Linked DNA regions of Mus musculus: region 1 is linked to region 2. A link is a contact called in public Micro-C data. All regions are on one chromosome and are shown on one strand. Each heading gives the region's core, a stretch centred on a gene start, on an enhancer-like site or on the middle of the called end of the contact. The rest is flanking DNA. Distances are from core to core; before and after follow the strand shown.

Evidence for each region. A called contact is a pair of places that touch in the nucleus more often than the background predicts.
Region 1: a Micro-C map of embryonic stem cells shows a contact between it and region 2, with 1.7 times the contacts expected there. The contact joins the promoter of Tbc1d24 here to the promoter of Prss41 in region 2. A contact is called at or near these places in 4 of 39 promoter capture datasets (hippocampal neurons, maxillary cranial neural crest, pre-B cells and 1 more), 1 of 484 Hi-C or Micro-C datasets (embryonic stem cells) and 1 of 115 datasets of contacts at active chromatin or transcription factors (epiblast stem cells).

The regions. Positions count from the first base shown.
Region 1 is chr17:24,201,953-24,208,558 of GRCm38.p6, reverse strand. Tbc1d24 (TBC1 domain family, member 24) reads left to right here and starts at 2,997. Exons shown (of 8, transcript NM_173186.4): 1 at 2,997-3,085. Ntn3 (netrin 3) reads left to right here. Exons shown (of 6, transcript NM_010947.3): 1 at 1-500; 2 at 572-760; 3 at 844-993; 4 at 1,116-1,166; 5 at 1,277-1,351; 6 at 1,612-4,728. The coding sequence ends at 1,961.
Region 2 is chr17:23,841,501-23,847,309 of GRCm38.p6, reverse strand. Prss41 (protease, serine 41) reads left to right here and starts at 3,154. Exons shown (of 7, transcript NM_027644.1): 1 at 3,154-3,233; 2 at 3,327-3,353; 3 at 3,439-3,471; 4 at 3,700-3,868; 5 at 4,785-5,065. The coding sequence starts at 3,173.

The DNA.
Region 1 (6,606 bases), core at 1,748-4,247, 360 kb before region 2:
CTGGGTCCCCTTGGGCTTCTTCTCTTCCAGCTGTACCCTGGACTATGGCCGTCTGCCTGCTCCTGCTGATGGCCCTTCTGGTCCAGGGCCAGAAGCCCTCTGCTTTCCAGCCCCCCAGGCTCAGCCTGATGGTGGAGGCCTTCTGGCCTTCAGTGTGCAGGATGGCAGCCCACAGGGCCTGGATCTGGACAACAGCCCCGTGCTCCAAGACTGGGTGACTGCCACAGATATTCGCATAGTACTCACAAGGCCTGCCATTCAGGGAGACACCAGGGACGGTGGGGTGACAGTCCCCTACTCCTACTCAGCCACTGAGCTTCAGGTGGGAGGTCGATGCAAGTGCAATGGGCATGCCTCACGGTGTCTGTTGGACACCCATGGCCACCTGGTCTGCGACTGCCAGCATGGTACAGAGGGCCCTGATTGCAGCCGCTGCAAGCCCTTCTACTGCGACAGGCCATGGCAGCGGGCTACAGGGCAGGAAGCCCACGCTTGCCTTGGTGAGGCCTTGGAGGGTAGCCTGGGGACTTCTGACCAGGCAGGGCTGCCCCTGACTGACCCTTCCCTGCAGCTTGCTCCTGCAACGGCCATGCGCGAAGATGCCGCTTCAACATGGAGCTCTACCGACTGTCCGGCCGCCGCAGTGGGGGCGTGTGCCTCAACTGCCGGCACAATACAGCTGGTCGTCACTGCCACTACTGCCGGGAGGGCTTCTATCGTGATCCAGGCCGTGTCCTGAGTGACCGTCGTGCTTGCAGAGGTGAGCCTGCCACCTATACACGTTCGTGATTTACTTCCCCAGAACCCCAGCTACAGTTCTGAGCTTATCATTTCTGTCCTCAGCTTGTGACTGCCACCCAGTTGGTGCTGCTGGCAAAACCTGTAACCAGACCACAGGCCAGTGTCCCTGTAAGGATGGTGTTACTGGCCTCACCTGTAACCGCTGTGCCCCAGGTTTCCAGCAGAGCCGTTCTCCTGTGGCACCTTGCGTTAGTGAGTGACCCTGCCCTGTCTCAGTCACCTCAGCCAAAGTCGCATCAGCTACTGACTGTTGTCTGTTCCCTGAGCCTTTCCGTCAGATACCCCATTATAGACTATTCTCCCACACTCCTTAGAGACTCCTGTCCCTGGACCCACCGAAGAAAGCAGTCCTGTGGAGCCACAGGGTGAGTGGACACCAGAGCCCAGACTGGCCTGGGGAAGAGGGCCCTAGCTAAAGCAGACCAGTGTGGGGTAGAGGCATGGGAATCTGCTAGTCTCCACTCTTTCCCCCTAGACTGTGAGTCACATTGCAGACCTGCGCGTGGCAGTTACCGAATCAGCCTGAAGAAGTTCTGCCGGAAGGACTATGGTAGGCTGCCTCACTCCAGCTCTTCCATCTCGCCCCCAGCTCCTTTGAATACCTTGACCCTGGCTGTACTTCAAGGCTCTTTCTTTCCTCGGGTCTCCCACTGATGCGGGCTTTGGCAGCTATGTCTTAAGTGTACCTCCCTCTAGTGGGTGACCTCTTCATGTCTCTCCTAAGCCATTTGGACATTCTATGCTTCTCTATACAGACCCCTCCGGCCCTGCCCCACTTAACCTGATCGCTTTTCCACGCCCCCCCCGCAGCGGTGCAGGTGGCAGTGGGTGCACGCGGTGAGGCCCGCGGCTCGTGGACACGCTTTCCGGTAGCGGTGCTTGCTGTGTTCCGCAGCGGCGAGGAACGCGCTCGACGCGGGAGCAGCGCGCTGTGGGTACCAACTCTAGACGCGGCCTGCGGTTGCCCGCGCCTCCTGCCCGGCCGGCGTTACTTGCTGCTGGGAGGTGGGCCGGGGGCTGCAGCTGGGAGCACAGCGGGCCGGGGACAGGGGCTCAGTGCTGCCCGTGGAAGCCTCGTGCTGCCTTGGAGAGACGCCTGGACCCGGCGCCTGCGGAGGCTGCAGAGGAGAGAGCGGCGGGGGCGCTGCGGGACCGCCTGAATCTGCAAGCTGGGCGTGGACTGGGCGGACTCAGCTCTCTTATCACTGGGCGCGGCGCGTTCATCAGAGCACTAGGCTGGAAGTGTCACGTGCATCGCCATCTAATTTCCCCCTACCCCCATCCCCGCTTGAAACCTATTTGGCGATACCCTACCCCCAACTTAGAGGAGTATGATGGCCCCTAAGAGCTATCTGGAGGCTCCTAGGGCAGCTCAGAGGACCCTGATCTTATCCCTCTTGGCTGATACCCGACGTCTCTTAAAGGTGTGAACCCGCCTATTCCCAGGGGATGCTAGGATGATCCCTCTGGGGTTTGAGCACATCCCACGGGCCAATGTGATTCATCAACTCTCTGATGCTGTGATACACTAGAGTTCTCCAACCTCTCCAAAACCACTGTTGCCACCATAATTGCCTGTACACCGCTGCAGGGGCTGTGGCTCAATTGCACAGCCAAGACAGCGACGTCTCTGCCCTCCAGCCGGGAATGTACAAAGAGTATTGTAGGCTCCCCTGTCCAGTGTCATGGATCTTGTCCCCATATCCATTCTGGCCTGCCTCTGCCGGTCACGTGACCGTGTCCCCATCCGCAGCTGCATCACTGCCTGTGTCCCATATCTTTCTTGTTCCGTTGTACCCTTTTCTGGGGTCCATCCAGCTGTCGCTTTCTACCACGACTCCTACCAGTCTTGGCCTCTTGGCTCCATGACACAGGTCCTGCCCCTAGCTAGGAGCCCTACACTCTATCCGCTCAAGACTGGACGTCGAGAAGGGGCAGATCAGGTCCACGTGTGACCGGACCAGAGGCGACTTCCACGGGCAGCCGTCGGAGTTCTAGTCGTCCGTGACTTTGCCTTACACCAGGCGCTAGGGTCCCCACCTCTTTAGGCGAGCCCCCGCCCCTTAGCGCGGGAACCGCTGTTTGGCTAGCGCATGCTCCCGACTTGGCCGCCGCCGGGCGCAAATGCGCATGCTCAGAGCCGGCAGCACTGAGACGCGGGGCACTCGGGGTGGGCAGCCCGCAAGCGCGTGCTTGTGGGGCGGGGCCGCCTACGCGCGTGCGCAGAAAGTCCAGTGCGGTCCAGCGGAGAGCCGAAGGGAGAGGTGCGGTGCGGCGCGCCGAGGTGGGTGCGCGGCGGGGGCGTGGCGGCTGGACGCGGGGTGTGGGGGTGTCACTGCCACGGTGCGCTGACCGGCGGCACGGATGTACTGAGGGAGGGGGGCACGGGTTGTGCTCCGTGTCTTGGTCGCTGCGGGTTAGGGGGCTCCAGAGTCTAATGCTGCGTGCGTGACGTGGGCCCCGGAGTCAGAACCCTTTGGGCAGGCCCGGCTTTCCTCGATCATCCCTGCCTTCTCTGGGCTCTGTGTCGTGGGCAAGAACTGCCTCTGTGTCAACCTTCCCTTGGGGCACTTTCCGTCCCTGCGGAATAGGAAATCCTCTTTCTGTATTCGTTCGAAATTGCAGCAGTGTTCATATACCTTTGCCCTCGGAGACCTGCAACAACCCAGGCCCTTCACTTGCCAAAGATGACACAACTGCCCACCTGAAGCTTAGGGACTTTCCCAGCCTGAGAGCCCTATCCAGCCAGTGTCCCTGACATGCCTTGGTCACCTGTGCCTTAGCTTGGCCCTGTGCTTCAGGAGTTTTGAATAACAGCTGGAGGGCAGAGCTGGCACCACACGGGGTGGGCTGCACATGACAGAAGTCAGTCTGCTGGGTGCTGGCAGCCTGACCACAGATTTTCCTTGACAGACCTGACTCAGTTCAGAAATAGTGCTCTGGCCTTCTTGGATGGGGACTCACTGGGCTAACTTTAAAGGCCAAAGATTGTCTAGCCCAGCCCGGACATATGCAGGCATAGGTTGGCCATTTGGGCGGTTGTGTTGCTGTCTTTCCAAGGTAAATAAAGGATTTTCCTTGTCTCACCATGTTCTGCTGGAAGGTCAGCAAGCTACTCCCAGGCAGTTGGTACAACTGTCCCATGGCATGCGTTGCCATGTCATCTACTTGGGGACAATGACTCCATTCTCATTTTCACACCCCTGTCCCCAATAGGCACCTGTCATTGTTCACTGAATTGTTGTGGAGATGGCTGTATTTGTGTTCTCTCAAGCTCTATCTGATGTCAGTTCTGGGTTGGTGTCAAGACCAACCCAGACGACAAATGGTTAAGAAATTTCAAATATTTGATAGTGACCATTCATATTGAGTGCTATGAGGGCTCTGTGTGCTTCCTTGATGATTAATCCTCACCTAATCTCCCCAGTACTCAGATAAAGACTTAGGGTAGTGACAGCTGTATTTAGAATCTAGTCTGCGTGTGGATAGGCCTGGAGCCACATCGTGTTGTCCCTGTTCCCCCATGGTCTGGCATTCAGTTAGCCAGGCACTCTCTTAAGTGCTTGTTGGAGGGAATAAAGATGCCACTTTTTGAATGCTACATGTCAACTAGTGAACTAGCAATGTAGTGGCTTTTGGCTGGATTAAGGGTGACCTTTTGGGTTTGCAGAAGTACTCTAGTAATCTAGGTAGGGTTTTCATAACAACAATCAAATTTACCTCCCTGGGAGTGCAAACTCACCTGCCTGTGTTCCCTACTAGCTCTGAGTAACCACCCTTGCCAGGACTGTCTGGCAAGTCTCAGTGACCTTGGGCACACAGCATTGCTCCTAATCCTTATTAGAGACTGAGCCAACCTCTGAAGACATAGTAAAGTGTTTAAAGTACACAAGACAATGAAGTGGGTTGTAAAAAAAAAAAAAAAAAGATTTGCCCTGTTGAATGTTCTACCTGTTTGAGCATACCTTTTCTGTTTTGACAACTCTAAATGGAAGAAAGAAGCCCTTTACAATCAGCCATTTCAGTGGTAACCATCACCTTCTAAATGGAGATAATTTTTTTAAAGCCCTCAGGCCTTTTACTGAGAACAAGCTTGAATTCATTACTGGGAATTTTCACTATCCTTTTAATATGTGTTTACTGCATTGAGAATGCAGCAGTGCTTACCCGTAGATGCAAGGCTCTGTATTCAGTGCCCAGGACCCAGGGGAGCTGGGGGTGGTGGCACACAATTATAATCTCTGTAGAGAGGCTAAGGCAGAAGGAGCAAGTGTTAGGCCGCCCTGGTGTACGGAGCAAGACTCTCCTTAAAAACAACAGAAAGGGCTGGTGAGCATAGTTCTATAATAAAATTCTTATCTGCTGTGCACACAGCCCTAGGCTCAACCCTAGTGCTAAAGGGGAAAGAGAAGAACAAAAGGTGAATTTGCATGAGAAGGAGCTGGGTGGGGGGTGCTATGGACACAGTGTTGAGTGAGACCTGGGAGATTGGGGCCTGGGAGTGACTTGATCTGATCTGTTTTCTAGACCCAGAAGGGTTCCTGCGTGCGCTGAGGGTGGGGCCAGCTGAGGTACTGTCAGACAATCCTAAGAAGGGCAAGCATGAGATAAGCAGCTGCCAGGAGGGTAAAAGCCAGAGCGGAAGGAGGATATGGGGTGACTCCAGCCCAGGACACAATGTAGAGAGACACAGGCTTGGGAGGAATAAGGCTTTGAGTTTGGAGAGGTGCCTGCCATTCAGACACTGGGTAAGCATCTACTGGTCTGGGACTCAAGTACACACGGGGCTCAAAAGTGGGGAACATTCCTGTGTGGCATTTAAGCTGGGCTTCCATACAGACTCCCAATACTGTGTCCTGAAGACTCTAAGGAAGGGAGAAGGCTGGTTGGTAGCCTGTTGCTTTGTAGGTGTTGTGGAGTAAGGCTTTATGTTTCCATCACAGAGTCCCAGCTTGCCTGTTGAGTAAAAGGGGTGATTCTGCACATCAAAGGTACAACAATCCCTGGTCCCACTGCCTTCTAGGGGATTTTCCTGCCTGCTTTTTGGGGAGTCTCTACTTATCTCAAAAGACCCCATTTTTCTCCACACCATGGGTCAGACCTCTGTGTATACTCACAGCACTAGGGGAAACCCACCTCGGAACTTGCCTCGCCTTTCTTCCAGGCCTCAACTTTCTGTGGAGTCGGCCTCAGCAAAAGGCAGCTCTCTGGTAAGAAGTAAGGGAGGCCAAGCATGTGGTATCCACTACAGTCTTCTGCATTGTGGGGGCCTTGAGGACAAGGGAGAATGGGCAGTGTCACAGGAGCCCCTGCCTGCCCGCAGCCCCCGAGCGTTTGTCTGTGGACTGTATAGGCCAAGTGTTTGAGCCTGGGATGTTCCCTTTGCGGGTGACAGACTACATAGTGAGGCACAGTAAGCTGTTTCTGAAAAGGCTGTTGTGCCTGGCTTGTCCTTCGTTTGTTTTGTAGCCCTGGAATTGGACCCAAGGCCTTCCGTTTAATGCCATGCAAGAATTCTACCAGTGAACTCTATCTCTAGACTAGGTTTGGGGTTTTTTGAAACAGGCTCTCGCTATGTAGCCTAGCTGGCCTCAAACTCACGATCCTCTCTCTGAGTCTGCCTCCTGTGTGCTGGGGGTACAGGAATGTGACTGCTCTTCCAGCTTGTTGCACAGTTTTTTAATTGGGTTCTACACACTCTCAGAGACTTTGGATGTTGACTGATAGGTGAGTCTATTATGAATAAAAACTGGTTTGCTGTTCTAAGTGTCACTCACTGTCTGGGTCTCACCAAAGGCTGCCCTT
Region 2 (5,809 bases), core at 1,905-4,404:
AAGCTGGCTACAAGTCCAAGTCCTGCTGAGCTGAGCTCCTTCCTGTCGCTTGCAGGTTGTTACTCTGCTGGCCCTGGTTCTGCAGAGCTCCCCGAAGCTGTGAGCTAAGAGAGAGAGGGGGAGAGAGAGAGAGAGAGAGAGAGGGAGAGAGAGAGAGAGAGAGAGAGAGCCTGAAGGATGGCAAGAGAGTAGCAAAGACACTTCCCACCAAGGCTAAGGACCTAACTCAATGCCTGGAACCCACATGCAGGAAAGAATCATCGTGTAGAAGTTGTCCTCTGAGCTCAGCACTCGTGCTGTGGTACGTAAGCACCAACTCACACACACATACATAAATAAATGTAGTTTAGGAGCTAGAGAGATGGCTCAGCAGTAAAATTGCTTGCTGGTCTTTCAGAGGATCAGAATATGGTTTCTGGAAGCCACATCAGACAGCTCAACTAATTATGACTTTATTTCCAAGGAATGCAAAGACTTCTTCTGGTCTTCTCCAGCACTCAAACACACACACACACACACACACACACACACACACACACACACATACACACACACACACACACACATTTTTAGAAGCCAGACAGAAAGACAGATGTGATGGCACACACCTTTAATCTCAACACTCAGGGGGCAGAAGTAGACAGATTTCTGTGAGGTCTACAGATTGAGTTCCAGGACAGCCAGGGCTGTTACACAGAGAAATCCTGTCTCGAAAAGAAAGGAGGAGGGGGAGGAGGTAGAGGAGGAGGAAGAGGAAGAAGAAACCACCAAAGCCAGACACAATGGTGCATACCTTTAATCCCAGCACTTAGGAAGCAGAGGTAGGCTGTGAGTTCAAGGCCAGCTTGGTCTATAAATCAAGTTCCAGGACAGAACACACAGAGAAACCTTGCCTCATGAGAGCAAAATAAATAAATAATATCTTAAACTTACTTTATTTTCTATGTACCAGTATTTTGTTTGGATTCGTGTCTGTGCAGCACCTGTGTGCTTGGTGCCTGCAGAGGTCAGACGAGAGCATCAGATCCCTAGAAGTGGAGTTAAGGACAGTCCTGAGCTGCCTTGTGAGTACAGGGAACTGAACTTAGGTCCTCTGCAAGAAGAGCAAGTGCTCTTAACCCCTGGGCCTTCTCTCTAAAATAACGCTTTAGAAAAATTAATTAGGGGGCTGGAAAGATGGCTCAGTAGTTAAGAGCACTGATGGCTCTTTCAGAGGTTCTGAGTTCAAATCCCAGCAACCACATCATGGCTCACAACCATCTGTAATGGGATCTGATGCCCTAATCTGGTGTGTCTGAAGACAGCAACAGTATGTATATTCATGTACTTAAAAAATAAATAAATCTTTTTTAAATTTTATTTTTATTAGGTATTTTCTTCATTTACATTTCAAATGCTTTCCCAAAAATCCCCCAGGCCCTCCCCCCACTTTCCTACCCACCCTCTCCCACTTCTTGGCCCTGGTGTTCCCCTGTACTGAGGCATATAAAGTTTGCAAGACCAAGGGGCCTCTCTTCCCAATGATGGCTGACTAGGCCATCTTCTGATACATATGCAGCTAGAGACACAAGCTCCGGGGTACTGGCTAGTTCATATTGTTGTTCCACCTATAGGGTTGCAGACCCCTTCAGCTCCTTAGGTACTTTCCCTAGCTCCTCCATTGGGGGCCCTGTGTTCCATCCAATAGTTGACTGTGAGCATCCACTTCTGTGTTTGCTAGGGCCTGGCGTAGTCTCACAAGAGACAGTTATATCAGGGTAAAAAAAAGAAAATCTTAAAACAAACAAAAAACACAAATAATAAATAAACAAATAATTAATTAAGACCATGCATGGTGGTACACACTTTTTTTGTTTGTTTGTTTTGTTTTTCGAGACAGGTTTCTCTGTAGACCTGGCTGTCCTGGAACTCACTTTGTAGACCAGGCTGGCCTTGAACTCAGAAATCCACCTGCCTCTGCCTCCCAAGTGCTGGGATTAAAGGTGTGTGCCACCACGCCTGGCATGTGGTGGTACACACTTTTAAGCCCAGAGGTAAGTGGATCTTTATGAATTTAAGGCCAGCCAGGTCTCTACACAGCCCCAGAACTTATTATGTAGACCAGGCTGGCCATGAACTCATAAAGATCCACCAGGTTACTTTTGGTCATGATTTATCACAGCAACAGAGCAAACTATGACAATATGTCTTCTCAGTTCAGTTAGTCCAACTAAGAACATCCTCACAGGCCTGCATGCAGGCCAAGCTGATAGAGAGAATGTCCCTCACTGAGACTGCCTTCCCACGAGACTTCCCAGATTCTGCCAAGCTAAGGGCTGAAATTAGCTATCACAGTTATACAATGATTGATAGAGGCCAAAACCAGGACCCTGGTGCAGTTAAGCAAGCATCTTACCACTGAGCCTTCTCAATAGGTCCTTCTGGTGCTCGTGGCCAGGTTGTTGCTCAGTGCTGGGCTAACTTCCTGTGAGACAAAGGTCCTTACTGAGAGAACTAAGTGTTGTCCATTAGTCTGGGCTGGTGAGGTAATCTAGAAGCATGTGTCTGATTTTGATAGGTGTCCTTTACTGTATAAACTTTGACCATGAACATATTACATTCTCTGAGTTCCATAAGAACTTCTAATCAGTCGTGGAGGCAGAGGGTTTTGGTATGGATACCCAACTGGCTGTGAATTCAAAGCTAATAACTGATGAGCCAGTATGGTTATATAGGCCCTGACATGTTCCTGTACAAAGGGTAAGAGTGTCTGGTGATCCCCATACAGTGTGTAGGGCTCATTGCAATGGTAGCAGGTAGATTATAGGGCTCTAAGCTCTGTCTGTCCTCAAATAGGGCCAGCCTTTGTTCAGTGCATCCAGCAAAAGGCTATCACACATAACACAAGGCAGCATACCCTAAGGCCTGCTCATGAGCTTTTCCTAGGAGTGCGGGCTGAGGGCCAGGGCCTTGGTCCTACAGAAAGCTGTCAGTACACAAGAGAGAAGACATCCAAATCCTGGGCTCTGACAAGAAAAAGATGACTGTGGTTCATCAATTGACCGCTCTGGAGTCAAGCCGGGAAACGGTGGCCGAGCAAAGCTCCTACTCCCTGACCTGTCCCCTAGAGGGCGCCACTAAGCCTGTAGCGGCAGGACGTTAAAGCTGGGCACCCGACTTCAGAGAGGCCGCCATGGGTATACAGGGCCCAGTGCTGCTGCTGCTGCTGCTGTGCGTGATGCTGGGGAAGCCTGGTGAGCTAAGGAGATTCATTCACCAGACTGGGGGTCATGGGGGAGTATGGGAAACTCGGAGGTCCGCGCGAGGCTCACCTTATCTCCACCCAGGGTCACGTGAAGAAAGCCAGGCGGCAGGTGAGGAACCGTGGTCCCTGTGAGAAACACCTACCGAGGCCAGGCATAAAGAAGTCGCCTCATCTTTTCCACTCCTCCCCCACAGATCTCAAGAGCACAGACATCAAGCTTCTCTCAAGTGACTGATGGGCTCTGTGGAGGGCTGGGTGTCTGTGAACCACGTGTGAAGGGTTTCTGCGCCATCTCCTGATCTCCTGCCTCTTCAACAAAACCCCAGGATACTGGAGGAAGGGGGGGGGGTGTACGGTTGCGTGGTTCTCCCCAGTTCCTCCCATACACGTGTACCCTAGGGATGCTATGGGCCTTCCTAGGCTGCTCAGCCATGTGTCTTATTTGTCTGTCCCAGTGCCCTGTGGCCGCCGGAATGACACTCGGTCCCGGATAGTGGGCGGGATAGAATCCATGCAAGGGCGCTGGCCGTGGCAGGCCAGCCTGCGCTTGAAGAAGTCCCACCGCTGCGGAGGGAGCCTTCTCAGCCGCCGCTGGGTGCTCACTGCTGCACACTGCTTTAGAAAGTGAGTGTGGGATGGTAGGAGCGGGGTGGGACAGCCTCCTGATATCCTGAGCTCCAAGCGCTGCTTACAATCCAAAAACCTTACCATTGGCCCTGCAGGGGGCGCCACTCTAATTCTTCCAGGATGTTTTATTCAAACATTCCCATGCTGTTTCGGGTCTATTCATCTATGCTCACTGCCCCCTACCATATCGAATTAGGAAGGCGCAGGTCTCATTCCACCTTCCCTTGGAGGTTCCCAAGGTTGGTTGGTTGGTTGGTTGGTTGGTTGGTTGGTTGGTTGGTTGGTTGATTGGTTGGTTGGTTTTGAGGTGCCTTGAACTTTTTACTTAACAGAAGATGACTTTGAACTTCTGATCCTCTGGCCTCTACCTCTTGGCATGCTAGGATTACAAACGTGCACCTCCATGCCTGAGTCTATACAATTCGGGGGGGGAGGGGGGTCAAACCCAGGGATTCACTCATGATAAGCAAACTGTCTATTGAGTTACATCCCCAACCCCATACCAGATATGAATTCTATTCAGAGAGGCCCTTAAGAAGTGACCAGACCAACCAGGCAGTGGTGGCGCACGCCTTTAATCCCAGCTCTTGGGAGGCAGAGGCAGGCGAATTTCTGAGTTTGAGGTCAGCCTGGTCTACAGAGTGAGTTCCAGGACAGCCAGGGCTACACAGAGAAAGCCTGTCTCGGAAAAAAAAAAAAATAGTGACCAGACCATTGGGGACTGTGGTCTTCCTGTTTCTCTCCTCAGAGTCCCAGGAGAAGGGAATCTGGTTATGTCTAGGCTTTGTTTCTACAAGGGGGTCTCAGCAAGTAAATAGTACCAGAGCTACGGTGTCACCTCACACAGAGATCCGGTGGCTCAGGTGGCCAGCGTCCTCCTGAGGGTCCTGATCACTTTCATCTTCCCTGCTAGGTACCTTGATCCAGAAAAGTGGACCGTCCAGCTTGGGCAGCTTACATCCAAGCCGTCTTACTGGAACAGGAAGGCCTATTCTGGACGGTACAGGGTAAAGGACATCATCGTAAACTCCGAAGACAAGCTGAAGTCCCATGACCTGGCCCTGCTGAGGCTGGCCTCCTCGGTCACCTACAACAAGGACATCCAGCCTGTCTGTGTGCAGCCTTCCACCTTTACGTCCCAGCACCAGCCCAGGTGCTGGGTGACCGGCTGGGGAGTCCTTCAGGAGGATTTGAGTGAGATTAGCAACGCAGGGTGGGCATGTGGGTGTGCTATCTGTCCCCTGTTTCAGCCACAGCAGGCCCTGAAACCCTTCTCTGGCTCTGGAGCTCCAAGAGCCTCCTGCCTTCCTGCTCAGCCCCCACCCCCATTGCTTCCCACCTGCATGGAGCTGCCTTCTGTTCTGGAGCAGGGGTAGGCCAATGGCCAGAGATGCAGGAAGGGACTCAGCCAGGCTTGCATTCCTCAGCCAGAATGGGTGCTTAAGACCTTCTGAGGACAGTCTCTTTGACACTGATTTAATTTACAAGCCCTAAAGTATGAACATGAGCAGTGTTGAAATCACACATTTTAACACCAGTGAAACTGTCACCATTATCATGCCTCTAAGTCCTCACTAGGTGACACTTTAGCCTTCAAGATCAGGCGTGTTCAGAGTGGTGAGGTCATAGGCTGTCACCTCTGTCTAAGTGCAACATTTTCATCATTTCAAAAAGAAAACCTGCCAGCCTGGTCTACAGAGCAAGTTCCAGGATTACATAAATAAAAACCCTGTCTTGGAAAACAAAAAGCAAAAACCTCAGTGGGCATTGTGGTATAAGACCAGCCCTTGGGAAGGGAAGCCAGGAAGGTCAGGAGTTCATGTCTAATCCTATGCTCAATATCCTGGACTCCATAGCAAGTTTGAGACCAGCCTGGGCTGTCTAAAACAAACAAACACAAAACAAAACAAGAAAACTTCATACCCCTCCGCCATTTCT